2 separate regions of the Muntiacus reevesi genome follow, and region 2 is linked to region 1. The links are chromatin contacts, called in public Hi-C maps. All regions are on one chromosome and are shown on one strand. The core of a region is the stretch at or near the end of the contact, and the rest is flanking DNA. Distances in the headings are between cores, read along the strand shown.

What was found. Hi-C and Micro-C count contacts between places; a contact is called where the count stands out from the background.
Region 2: a contact with region 1 is called in a Hi-C map of muscle, with 4 times the contacts expected there. The contact joins the promoter of MTF2 here to the promoter of DR1 in region 1. A contact is called at or near these places in 2 of 3 Hi-C or Micro-C datasets (blood and muscle).

What each region holds. Positions count from the first base shown.
Region 1 is chr1:111,048,727-111,055,634 of mMunRee1.1, forward strand. DR1 (down-regulator of transcription 1) reads right to left here and starts at 2,767. Exons shown (of 3, transcript XM_065908468.1): 1 at 2,548-2,767. The coding sequence starts at 2,767. It overlaps LOC136163379 (a long non-coding RNA gene), which reads left to right and starts at 3,594. Exons shown (of 5, transcript XR_010662237.1): 1 at 3,594-3,778; 2 at 6,356-6,817.
Region 2 is chr1:111,325,188-111,332,095 of mMunRee1.1, forward strand. MTF2 (metal response element binding transcription factor 2) reads right to left here and starts at 2,497. Exons shown (of 16, transcript XM_065908701.1): 1 at 2,257-2,497. The coding sequence starts at 2,261.

The DNA.
Region 1 (6,908 bases), core at 1,517-4,016:
CATTTTACAAAACTGCCTCCAATGCTTAATTTGCTCTGAGAAGGCAAAGCAAAGTGGCAACTGAAATGTCCTGAAGCAAAGTCTAGTTCATTAAATGTATTACTAAAAAATTCCAAACTTAAATATGTTAGAATCAAACCACTTTAAAATGTACATTATTCCACTTGGATATATCTTACATTCCTAAATAATCAAATTGACAGAACAGCATAAAAAAATGTCATAATCAGCTTTCCAGAGTTAGTCTATAAAATTACACTTTAAACACCTAAAAAAATACACACCTCAAGGATTTCTTTTAAAAAATTTTAATCACGCAAGACAAAAATTTCTTTAAATGATTAAGCAATATGAGATTATAAATATATAAAGTCTATCCCTCTAACTTGGGAGAATTTGGGGTTAAAATGTACATCCTTATCTAACACTTAAGAACAGCAATGTTACAAGAAAACAAAAGTAATTTTATAATGCTGTAACAGGTCATTATTTTTTTTTAATTAATAAATCATCCTCAGTACATAAGGAAAATGCTTTCACTGGAATTTTCTCACTCATATGTTAAACTGAATTTAGCTTATTCCAAAGTTGAGCTATTTAGCTAGCATACTGCTAGCTACAGCTGCAGGTTTCTTCCATCATGTCAATCAGAAATCTAAATATATCCTAGAAAAGAATAAACTCTACCCAAGAAGACAGATTGTAAGGCGTTATTAGATTTTTTGAAAGATCCCCACTTCCGTGGTGTAAACAAATGTTTAAGCAGATCCTTTTGAAATCTTTTGCAATTTTCATTAGAAAGGCAATGTTGATAAAACATCCATTTTCTCTTGTATGAGTTATAAAAGGAAATTACAGCTATTTGTGTTGGACAATCTTATGAAAGATTTATGACAATTGCACATATAATGTAAAAATAAAAACACAAGACAAAAAATAGACGACTTGGCTTTCATTTTACTTGCCAGAGTACTCTAAACAAATAGAATACTAGCTTTAAAGTCAAATATACCTTTTCCTAGGGATTTTTCTCCTTATATACTGAAATGGAAATGTCAGAGTATGTTTTATATATCATTAAGAATCAAAAATGAAATTACAGAAGTCATTTAAAAAATGAAATGACAAAATGCTTCGGTCAATAACTACCATAAAATACTGTATATGGTGAATATGAGCTGATGTGTCCTCTACTTCAGAATAACAGGAAAGTCACCTTTTAAAAAGTTAAACTGTAACAATAAAATGGTAGATAACTGTCTGCCTACCAAAATTAAATTAACAATGAATTTTTTTTTCTAACTTCAAAAGCGATCCAGAAATTGTTAGAATTTTAATTGGGTTATTATAAAAGGTAAGCTATCACTTCAAAATTGACCACAACCTTCCCATAAGATTATATGTACCAGTCACAGAAAGTGCTTCCCAAAAATGACTAGTAAATGTCTCCCCATTCCTGAAACACACCATCAGAATATGGTCCCCCAAAGCCCTATTAACTGAACTAAATCCTTTCCAATATATAAGAGGAGAAACTTAAACTTTCATAAGTGCTGTTCAATAAACGCTTAAGTGTATACATCTACACGGGGACGACAGCAGGAAACAAAAGGGAAAAGTTCCAAGAAAAAAAAATCTCACGATCTTTAAACCCAAGCTTTAAAAATCTACCTCCAAGGAACAATGCAAGCTATGGAAGGAAGGAAGAAAGGAAGGAAGGAAGGTTAAAGAACACTGACTGCCTCTTTCTCACAGAATAGAACTGGAGTGCTTTGGCAACTTGTTGATGAACGGTGTGTGTGAAGTCGTTCAGTCGTGTCCGACTCTGCGAACTCATGGACTGCAGCCCGCCAGGCTCCTCTATCCATGGGATTTTCCAGGCAAGAGTACTGGAGTGGGTTGCCATTTCCTCCTCCAGGGGACTTCCTTACCCAGGGATCGAACCTGGATCTCCCACACTGCAGGCAGACTCTACCATCTGAGCCACCAGGGAGGCCCATGAAACCGTTTTTAAAGCAGAAAATATACTCCAGTCAACACTAATAAACTTTACAATTGTGAACATTCACGTTAAGAATATTTTTACTCATGTTCTGAAAATTGATCTTTTCTTCTACACTGGTGAAAAAGGTCGGGTGGGAAAGGGGTGTCCTCTCCACTCAAGCTTGAACTTCCTGTCTGAATTCTAATTCTCCAAGAACTTCTGGCTTCCTCTCTCAGTTGTCATGATCCAGGTTTCACTTTAGGCAGGCAAAGTTCTTTTAGGTTTACCTGGCTGTAAGCTGAGGCCGCTACTACTACTTTCTGTGGGGGGATGTTAGCCGACTTAATCGCCTGCAGCTCTCACCTGCATTTGCTGTTTGAAAAGGACCACGAGAATACTACAGAGAGGTCTGAAGGCACCAGCTGCCTCCATGCCCGCAATGGCTTTTCAGTTACCAGTACTAACCAGGAGACAGAACTGAAGGCTTTGACATGAACGCGTCACGCGACCAGCAGGCTGTCCCCGGCCCCTCTTTGAAACAAAATCCCACAAATACCACTTACCTTGTATGACGTGCTCTGGCGAGATGGTTTTCTTTTCCGATTTGTTGCAAATCTCATTGGCTTCAGAAGATATAAGGTGAATGAATTCAGTGCAGCAGTTCACCACCAGCTCCCGGGCATCGTTAGCCACCCGGACATTGGGGAGAGTCTCTTTGATCATCTTATTGATAGCAGCCCTGGGTATAGTGAGATCATCATCGTTCCCAGATGAGGAAGCCATCGCACCTTCTCTCTCGCGCCCCGACTTTTAAAAACTCAACTCTGGTCCACGACGATTTTTCAAAAGGCCGCCCTCGGAGAGCGATCCAGGAGTCCCTCTGAGATGAGCGTGCAGAAAATTAAGGGGCCAGGGGTGGCTGGAGAGAGAGGGGAACACCCGTGTATGTGAAAGATTTAAGCCGAGGTTGGGAGCAAAGTTGGAGTGGCGGGGGCGGGGGGGGGGGGGTGGTGCTGAGGATTCTGGGGACAGCACTGCCCACGTCGGAGAGGGGAAGGCAAGGTGGTCCGGAATCTGAGCACTGGAGAACCCCCTTCGTGTCTCCTCAGAGGGGCGTGCGCTGTCGTCTAACCGTTCCCCAACGGCGCGGAGCAGAGGCAAGGTCCGGGGGCACTGGTCTGGCCGCGGAACAGGGCGGACACTCAGTGGGCAAGGCTCTACAGAACCGGAGCCCCCGCTGCTGCCGCCGCCGCCAGCAGCCGATGCCCCCGCCTCGGCCAAACCATCCTTCAGACACCCGCGCCGCCGCCTCACAACATGTCGGCCGCAGCCGCTGCCGGAACCGGGACGGTCTCCTGGGAACGAATACAAACAGAACCAGGCACAAGGGGGCCGGCGGCGGCGTCTACTGTGACCGTTTAGCCCGAACGCAGATCGTGGAAGCCGAAGCCACCCCAACGGTGGTCCCTCCAGAGGCCAGAGAAGAAGGTTTACTGGAAGCCTCTCCCGATACCCTTTGCGCTACCGGAAGCCTCGCCCCCACACGTTACCCCCCCACCCCACTTCCAGACCAACTTCCGGGTGTGGCGGCCGCCCTTCCCCCACCCTCGCCGGCGGGAACCGCCCGTCTTCTCCGCCAGCAGCTTCCGCCTGCCGCAGTCCCGGCACGCGTTCTGGGATCCCGCCCCTTCCCAGGGATAGTAACCGGGCGAGCGCACGCCTCGCGGTACCGAAGACACCCGAGCACGCGCCAGGGCTTCGGCACCAGACGCGGGTTGTGATGGGTTGAAGTGGGTGGGTGTACTGGCTAGGGTGGATCGCTGCCACTACCTTCTCTCAGCCAGCTGAAGCCTCGGAACCCTTTCTCAGCCACGTTTGTAGACAAAGGAGCGCTGGATTTTGTTCAAAGAACTTTCTTTGCTAACGTTAAGGAGCCCGAATTGAGATTGAAAGGAAGAGGAGCGAAGTCCAGGCTCGGGAATGGGATGTGGGAAAAGGAAAACTCCGTTTTCCTGGGTCTGCGTCGTGGAGGAAAAAGCTGTTGATGATATCTAATAGACTTTATTTGGGCCAAAGCTCTCTATGGTCCTCCACCCATTTTCTGGGTTTATGGGAAATGAAACAGAAGTGACAGCCACTACTAATTAACAGCTAAGCTGGAAACTAAAAATAAGATCCAACGTAGTGGAGAGGCATAGTCTACAATGAGCCAAATTACAAGGTTCCAACTTAGACGTTTTCCGTGATGTATTGGTTCTGATAAGGTGGGGGAAAGTGGGTTAAAGTGTATTCAGAAACTGATTTTCTCTCCTTTCCAGGGAAGCAAATGTGTGACAAGTTCTTTACAAAAATTGCATTTTTTTTTTTAAGTAAGTTTGCTATAAAGTAAGTTTGTCTTTCTGAAGAAGAGGCTGTGTTATAAATAGACTGTTGCAATTTCTCAAAAGTAAAAGAGATCACGTTTAAATCAGTTTAGGCACTTTAGTTAATCATATACAGTTGTTGTACATACTTTGGCAGCAACTGGCTTGTTTGAAATGTTTTCTTAAAGTTTTGTATTTCGGTGTACGACCCTAGATGTGGCATCTTGAGGAAACCATACTTACTTGTTCTTTTTTTTTTTTTTTTTTAGCCTTTTCTCCAGTACACTTGCAGGTTCTTTAATTTCTGCAGTGTAGACATTTGTTTCTTAGCATTACTAAGTTTAGTCAAAATAAAATGTCTTTGATAAAATATTTTAAACTTTTTCTTCAAAATAGGAATGTGAAACTGTTGGCTCAGATGTAGGCCTATGAAAGAGTTTCCTTCCTATATATCTTGTTTCCTTTCTACATGCTTGTTTGTTTCCTACGTAACTTCATAATACTCTTCTGGAAATCCAATTTTTGTTCTTCACAACTCGAAAGGGTCCAGCTTGCTATGAAGAGTACCCCCACCACCACCACAACTAGAGAAAGTCCACTCCCTGGAAGACCCAGCATAGCCAAAAATAAATAATAATTTTAAAAAATTACAAAAGGAAGTACTACAGATGCAGTGAGCTTCTGGTTTGTTCATCCCTCTATCCCTGGGGCCTCACAGATCCTGCTACATAATAGGCACTTGGTAAATATTTGTTAACTCTGGAGGTGAATGAGGACCTTTAAGGATAGTAGAGTAGAAAAGAAGTCCAAAGACAAAAAGAAGAAAGTATGTCAGGGGAGACTTGTTAGAAACCAAGAAGGTACAGTGCAAAGGAAGCCACGAGGGGAATTTTTTTGTTCATGTTTGCGCGAGTGTGTGCTGTCACTTCAATCAAGTCCGATTCTGTGCAACCCTATGGACTGCCACCTGCCAGTCTTCTCTGTCTGTGGGATTCTCCAGGCAAGAACACTGGAGTGGGTTGCGATGCTCTTTATTTTTAGCAGCCTTGGGTCTTTGTTGCTGGTGGGATTTCTTTAGTTGTCCAGAGTCGGGGCTACTCTCTAGTTGTGTGTGGGGTTTATCATTGTGGTGGTTTTTCTTGTTGGTTCCTCTAGGTGTGCAGGCTTAAGTTGGAAGGGTGTGAGATGCCACAGAGAAGCATTGTTGGAAGGGGATCAATCACTGAAGTAAAAGGTCAATAGGACAAAGTAGAAGTCAACATGCAAACAGTTAAGGAGAGGAATGCGGAAAAGAGCAAGGAGCACAGAACACACTTTCCAAAAGTTGGGTGGTGAAGGGAAAGGGGCAATGGAGTGACACTTGAGGAAGAAGCAGGGTCAAGAAAAAATTGCAAAGGCTAGGAGACACATAACATGTAGTTCAAAGGAAAAGAGGTGTAGATTGACAATACAAGCAAAGTAAGACTTTAAGGAAATGGAGGTGGATGTGATTGAAAGGTCCAAATAGAATGATCAGGATTAGATATACAGATCTGGGCGTGTTTCATATAACAGACTGAAGACAAGATTATTCCTTCTAGTACAGTGTTCATCTCTTGTTTGTTCTTTAGTTCTTCTAGGTTCTCTGGTAAACATTTCTTGCATCTTCTCCATTCTTTTTCCAAAACCCTGGATCATCTTCACTATCATTAGTCTGAGTTCTTTTTCTGAAAGGTTGCCTATCTGTTCTTCATTTAGTTATTTTTTCTAGGGTTTTATCTTTTTCTTTCATCTGGGACATAGTCCTCTGTATTTTCATTTTGATTTACTTTCTGTGATTGTGGTTTTCCTTCTTGAGGCTGCAGAATTGTAGTTGCCTCTTCTGTCTGCCCTCTGGTGGATGAGGCTAAGCAGCTTGTGCAGGCTTCCAGATGGGAGGGACTGGCAGTGAGAACTGGATCTTGCTCTAGTGGGCAGGGCTGTTCTTAGTAAAACTGTAATCCAATTGCCTGCTGCTTTCAATTTGTAGTGCTGGAGAAGATCCTTGAGAGTCCCTTGGACAGCAAGATCAAACTGGTCAATCCTAAAGGAAATCAACCGTGAATATTAACTGGAAGGACTATGCTGAAGCTCCAATATTTTGGCCACCTGATGCGAAGAGCCTACTCATTGGAAAAGACTTTGATGCTAGGAAAGATTAAGGGCAGAAGGGAAAGGGGGTGACAGGATGAGATAGTTGGATGGCATCACCAATTCAATGGACATGAGTTTGAGAAACTCCATGAGATGGTGAAGGACAGGGAAGCCTGGCATGCTGCAGTTCATAGAGTTGCAAGTAGTCAGACACAACTTAGCGACTGAAAACCAACGGTGACCTCCAAGAGGGCTCACACCAAGGGGCACTTCTAGGACTGCTGCTGCCAGTGCCCCCATCCCTGCAGCGAGCCACTGCTGACCCACGCCTCTGCAAGAGTTCATCGAACACTAGCTGGTAGGTCTGGTTCAGTCTCCTGTGGGGTCACTGCTCCTTTCTCCTCAGTCCTGGCACTCACAAGATGTTGTTTGTGCCCTCCAAGTGTGAA
Region 2 (6,908 bases), core at 1,247-3,746, 280 kb after region 1:
CTGAAACAACTTAACACACACACACACACACACACACACACACACACACACACACACACGAAACAAATCTTGACGAACAGGGAAAACAAAGCATAATATATCAACAAAGAAATATCATTCATGGAAGTTTCGACTAAAAAAAGCTACAGTTAAATTTTACTTTCAGAATGACCAAGCTATAGATGTTGGCCTTGGCAACTGCTCAGAGGCAAATTTCCCCATCTATTAAACTAGATTATCACTATACTGCCAGTTTCCTAAAGTCAGATGTAAAGATTATGCTGAAATATAAAGCAAAGTATCCTTTCAGTCAAAGATCTAATGAAAAGGTCTATTTATAATCCATGACATCAAAGAGTTTATGACCCATAGAAAAATACACAGAATAAAATTAATTTCCTAATTTGAGTTCTGAGGTAACAGGCATAATTAAAAGCATAATTAAATAAACTTTGTTTCATCTAGATATAATGTTTGGCCAGATGATTTCTATACTTCTACTTCTAAAACTGTGAGTACGCTTCATCCCGGTAGGTGAAGATTTCGTTAATGTCCACTGACATCAATGTGCAGTATCAGGAAACAGGTGCACTCTTAATTCAAATATTTTAAAATATTTTTAGCACTTAAAAAAAATGGAGGTGAACAAATTTTAAATGTGAATTCAAATAGATTTTTATATTTAGAAACCTAAAAAAAAAACAAAAACAAAAAGCTTCACCTTATAGTCCCTTCCCAAGTTATCACTACAAACGTTTGGAGGGTGAAAAACATTCCAAATATCAAAGGATCGAACCGGGGGCTCCCGCATTGCAGGCGGATTCTTTACCAGCTGAGCTCCCAGGGAAGCCTCAAAAATATAACAGAAGTTTAAAATCAGCTCTTTCCTTGCCAAAACTACTGGGCTCTTAAAGCTTAGTCAAAACGGTTCCATTTAAAGCATTTCAAACCTCCATAAAGGTCACTCAATAACCGACGTACACTTTATTTATTTCACACTAAATACTTCTAAATGCACTGTCTTTGCAATCCATTGCCAAAGAAAGAAATTCTCGAGAATGAAAACATGGAAACTGAAACCAGCCTACACCGAAGGTGTACAGAAGGGTCGGTCACCTGGAATCAATCTGAAGGAGAAAGTTACTGCTACCGGAGCATCTGGAGTCAAATCAGGCACTATATACATATTTCTAGTTCTATACTGACCTCACATGGTGCTTTCTTACGTTATACATAGGCCTACCTAGGTTTCTATATTTGAATTAGTAAATGGATTCTATCTTCAACCAAAGTTAAATGTTTTAAAGAACAGAATAGCATTTCATACCCCTTTTCCCATTGTTCACGAACCCTTACAGTTCGTCAAAACACCCCGATAAATCCATCTCATCTGTTCCCTTTAGTTGCTTCCAAAGAAAAATTCGAACAACCAAGGACGCCAGATTGTAAAACACACAGTAAAGAGTCCTGGCACTACTAAAACATGTTAAGAAGTCTTGGCAAATTAGTTAAAATCTCTTAAGCCGTAATTACCTCAGTTGTAAAGTGAATACAACAATACACATCTACATCCGAGTAGGCATTAAGAGTTAGATTTAATTAAACAGAAGAACTGCCTCAGATTTTTGGTGGGCTCCGAATATAAGGTACCTCTCGCCCATCTCACACTTTTCCTTCCACTTCTTCCCTTTAAGTTTGCAGGCTTTGCTCTCAGGCTCTACTTAGTGTTCCCCTTAACCTCACACTCCATCCTGCTCTTCTACTCTATCCCCAGACTCCAATTCCATACAATTTCACCACCCTCCGGTTTCAAGCGGCTACCTCCCTTTGCGCCCTCTAAGGTCCCAGACCACCCCTTCACTCTGGTCCCCACATCTCCCTCAGTCCCCATTTCCTAACGGCTCCTCCCCTTGGTTCCCCACCCCCTCATCACCAGGTTCATCCTGCCCCTCCAACCGTCTCCCGCCCCCAGGTTCCTTCCTGCCCCTCCAAACACAGCTTCCCCGTCTCAATGTTTCATCTTGTTCCTCCAACCGACTTCCCCCAATGCCCTGCTCGCTCCTTTAGTCCCTATTTTCTCCAATACCCAAATGACTACCCCTTTCCATCCATTCTTTTCAAGGCACCCCCATACACATACTGGAGCCCCCACCCCCACTTTGAGCCTCCATCTTTCCCTTTTGCTTCCTTTCTTCCTCCTCCCCACCCCCTCCACCTCCTCCGGAAGAGCCTGGTTCCCAGGCCAAGGTCTCTCACCTCATTCGGTCACTTCAGTGGTGCCAACCGCTTCATACAGGAAAAAACAGCCAATCACGACCCCGTGGGCGCTTTCCTTGCGAGTCCGAGCACTTACTAGGCACCCGCCCCACCGGGCACCCCGCACATACACACGCACAAACCGAGGTCCTGGGGACGAGGGTTGGGGAGGGGTAGAGAGAGCGTTCTTACACCGGCCTCAAACACAGACCACTTCGCTACAACCCTTCGCCATTTTGGTTTCCCGCGGACTGCCGGTGCATTCTGGGAGAGCGGAGCGCCTCCGGTGCCGAATGGCAGCTCTCCAGAGCCGCGAGGGGGCGGGGACTGCGGGGCGAGCGCGGAAGAACACCGCGCTCTGCGTCCGCGGCTAGAGATGAACAAAGAAGGACTCTTTGACTTTGTGGTGGGCTAAGTCCTTCCGCCGCCGGCGCTAACACAATAGTGAACGGTGTTCTCTGGTCTACCGGCGGTCCTGCGGCTGTTTCTGTTACAGAGGAAAGCTTGTGTTCAACTTTCACATTGCATGTTCTGTTCCTGACAAATGGCACGGTACCCCTTACGTCTTGCCCTGCCAATTTTTTTTCTATGGAGAAAATCTCTTACCTTCATCCTGAGGCCTGTTCGAATTTCATTCAGCGGGGAGGAGGCCCGGGACGTCAGAATCACATTTTGTTCCGCGATTATTGTCCAGCTCCAAATTCCTTCCTATCAGGAGGAGATTTTCACACTTTTTTCCCTGACGATGAAAGGTGTCTCTACTTAGCCGCTTTGCAGATCCTTACTAATTGTGGTGGAATCTGAGAATAATTTCGTCCTAAGTGGTTTATTTTGGTAATATAAAACTTTTTTCTACTAGAGCAGACCCTTAGCCTACCAATATTCTGCTGCAGATGTCCCAAGTGACAGAGAGTGAATGCTTGTCTCTGTGACTTCTACTTAGATAAAACCCAACTCCTCTTAATAGCCACATGTGGTACCTTTGTTTATAACTGTCAAAATACTTAAAAAATCATTTTTAATTTTTGTCTCATTACTTCACAGAGATAATTAGTACCATGTTTTCCCGTCTTAGAAAACAGCTCAATCTATCTGCTCCCGTTCAAGTTTCATTTTTATGATAACCTTCTCATAAATTTGTCTTCAATCCCCTTCACACTTTTGGTTGAATAGAGTTTAACTTTTTTTTTAAAGGTATACTTGCTGTGCAGCTAAGCCTAATCACAGAACATCAGTTTTAGAGAACATTTGGTCTAAATTCCCCTCAACAATTCTCTCAAGTGGTCATCAAGCCTCAGCTTCAACATCTTGTAGTGGTTCAGTACCTCGGAGGCAGTCATTTCGTTTTCATAAACGCTAATAATTAGAAAGTCTGTCCTTTTATAAATGTACAATCTGCCTTCCTATAATTTCCACTTATTGGTCTAACTTTTAGCTTCTTTAGCCACAGTTCTGATCTTTTCTACATTAGAGAAGTCAACGATGCCTGTCTTTTTGGGGGGGGGGGAATTTTCTTTTTCCCTATGTAAACATATGAGTACAAAAGTGCAATCATTTCATTTTAGGAAGCCAGGTACTCAGGGAATCGAAGGCAGTGAGGGAGTCACAGTAAAATGCAAAGAATTTCTGTAACTGTGGTCTCAGAAATTGCTGCTAAGTAAGCAGTGTGCCATGGATTAGAACCTTAAGAAGAAACAAATGTGGAACCTCTCAGAAGTACAAAGCAAAACAACTCCAGTCAGAGTAAGCTGTACTCTTGATTGTTATGTATTTCTCTGATGGTCATACGGGTTACTGACAAAAATTCTGGTTCTCCTTTCTTCCAGACACAGAGTAAAATTGCATTTTATTGCACCTAGAGTTAGGTATGGCTGTGTAACTCATTTTCATCAATAAAATGAAAGAGAAAATCAATCACTTTCTAGGAAAATCTTTAAGAGGCAGTTGCACATCCCCTCCTGCTTGCTGTGGTGATCCTGGAAGCATGTGTTGTGATGGAATATCTTTCATTTTGGGTCCCTAAATGAAAAGAGCAGAGACTAACATTGTACAACCATCACCACAGTCCAGTTTTAGAAGATTTTGACCACCCTAAAAAAATCCATTATGCCCATTTATAATCAATCCTTATTCCAACTCCTAACCCCAGACAATCTGTTACCTGTTGCTGTAGATTTGCCTTTTCTGGTCATTTCGTATAAATGGACTGAAACAATGTGTAGGCTTTTGGTCTCACCTCTTTCACTCAGCACAATGTTTTTGAGGTTCATCCGCATTGTACCATGTGTCCCTAGTTCTTTCCTTTCTATTGTTGAATAGTACCCCACTGTATGAATGTATTCTGTTATCCATTCACCAGTTTGGGGCTACTATGAATAATCTGCTATGAATGTTTGTGTACAACTCTTGTGTAGATACTTGTTTTTGTTTTTCTTTGATAGATTCCTACAAGTGGAATTGCTGCGTTGTATAGTTAGTTTATATTAAACTTTTTAAGATACTGCCAAACTGTTTTCCAAAATGTGAGCAGGAAAAGTGTGTGGGCGGGTTCTGATTTCTTCACATCCTCACGAGTATTTGTTATTGTTTATCTTTTTTATTTTACTCTTCCAGTGGGAATGAAGTAGTTCCTCATAATGATTTCAATCTGATTTTCCATTATGTCTAGTAATGTTGAGCATCTTTTCATGTTCTTATTAGCCTTTCCTACATCTTTTTTGGTGAAGCATATATTCAAATCTTTTACCCACTTTCTAACTGTATTGTTTGTCTTTTTTCAAGTTATAAGAAGTCTATATATATCCTGGATACAAATCCTTTATCAGATACATGATTAGCAAATATTTTTTCCCAGTCTATGGTTTGTCTTTTCATTTTCTTAGTTGTATCTTTTGAAGCACTAAAGTTTCTTAATTTTGATGAAATCCAGTGTAATTTTTTTCAATGCCATATGCTTTCTTTAAAATTTTTATTTACTTCTTTAGTTGAAGGATAATTGCTTTACAGAATTTTGTTGGTTTCTGCCAAACATCAACATAAATCAGCCATAGGTATACATATATCCCCCAGTCTTGAACCTCCCTCCCGTCTTCCTCTCCATCCCACCCCTCTAGGTTGCTACAGAGCCTCTGTTTGAGTTCCCTGAGTCATATGGCAAATTCCCATTGGTTATCTGTTTTATGAACAGTAATATAAGTTTCCATGTTATTCTCTCCATACATCTCACCCTTTCCTTCCTCCTCCCCACCCCCATGTACATAAGTCTGTTCTCTGTGTTTGTGTCTCTATTGCTGCCCTGAAGAAAATTTCGTTAGTACTATCTTTCTGGATTCCATATATATGCATAGTATGTGATATTTATCTTTCCCTTTCTGACTAACTTCACTCTGTATAATAGACTCTGGGTTCATCCACCTAATTAAAACAGACTCAGATGCATTCCTTTTTATGGATGAGTAATATTCCATGCCGTATGCTTTCAATGTTATTTCTAAGAACTGTTTGCCTGACCCAAGATCACGAAGATTTTCTATTATGTTTTCTTCTGAAAATTTTATAGGTTTAGTTCTTACGTTTAAGTCTACAATCCATTTGAGTTAATTTTTGTGTACACTGTGAGATATAGGCCTGTATTCATCTTTTTGAATGTAGATATTTAGAGATATAAACTATTGTTACATTAAGCCACTGCAATTTGGAATTGTCTGCCACCCAGAATATTTTGGTTTACTCTGACTGAAACAGTCCAGATGTCTTAATAGGTAACACAACTCAATAATAGCATTTAGCTCTCTACTGTATTCAAAGCCAAAAATTAAAAATGCAAAAATTAAAATATTAGGTAACTCTCAAATTTTGTAAAAATTTATAATTTATAATTGAAAAATCACAAGGAATATATAAGCTTAAGAGCTCTCAATTATTAGCTATCACTCTTTGTGGGGGAAAAGCTAGAAGACCTTTTGCATTGTTCATTGTGCAGAGATAGAAATGCAAATAAGCAGAGAAGTCAAAGAAACGTACCCTTATAGAGTTTGCTTTCACTGGTCTGAAAAGTGAAATGGATCTGAAACTGTACTATTATTCTTCTTTTATCAAGTTATAAGAAGTCTTTATATATCCAGGATACATAAAAAAAGAATGTTTTCATAATAATCATATCAAAAAGATTCGTTAAAATTCCTTTCCTTCTTATCCAAAGTTTAAACATGGCAACCCACTCCAATATTCTTGTCTGGAGAATCCCATGAACAGAGGAGCCTGATGGCCTATTGTCCATGAGAGCACAAAGAATCAGATAGGACTGAGCAACTAACACTTAAAGGATGACGAATATAACATGAACATTACTTTTAAGCTCATTTATTTGTTATAACAGTATATATAGCAAATTTAGACCCTTCATATAATACATCTTTTTTTTAAAACATCTTAAAATATAGTGTGCCCCATCAGTTTATTGCCTACCATTTCAAAATTCACCCTTTATTACATGCTTTGTGAAAATGGGTGTGGCTCTTTTAAATATTTTTCCCTCACCAGCAGCACATACACCTTCCTCAAACTTTTCAAATCAACTTTCCCCTACCCTTATAGTTCAATTGGTAAAGAATTCACCTGCGATGCAGGAGACCCCGGTTTGATTCCTGGGT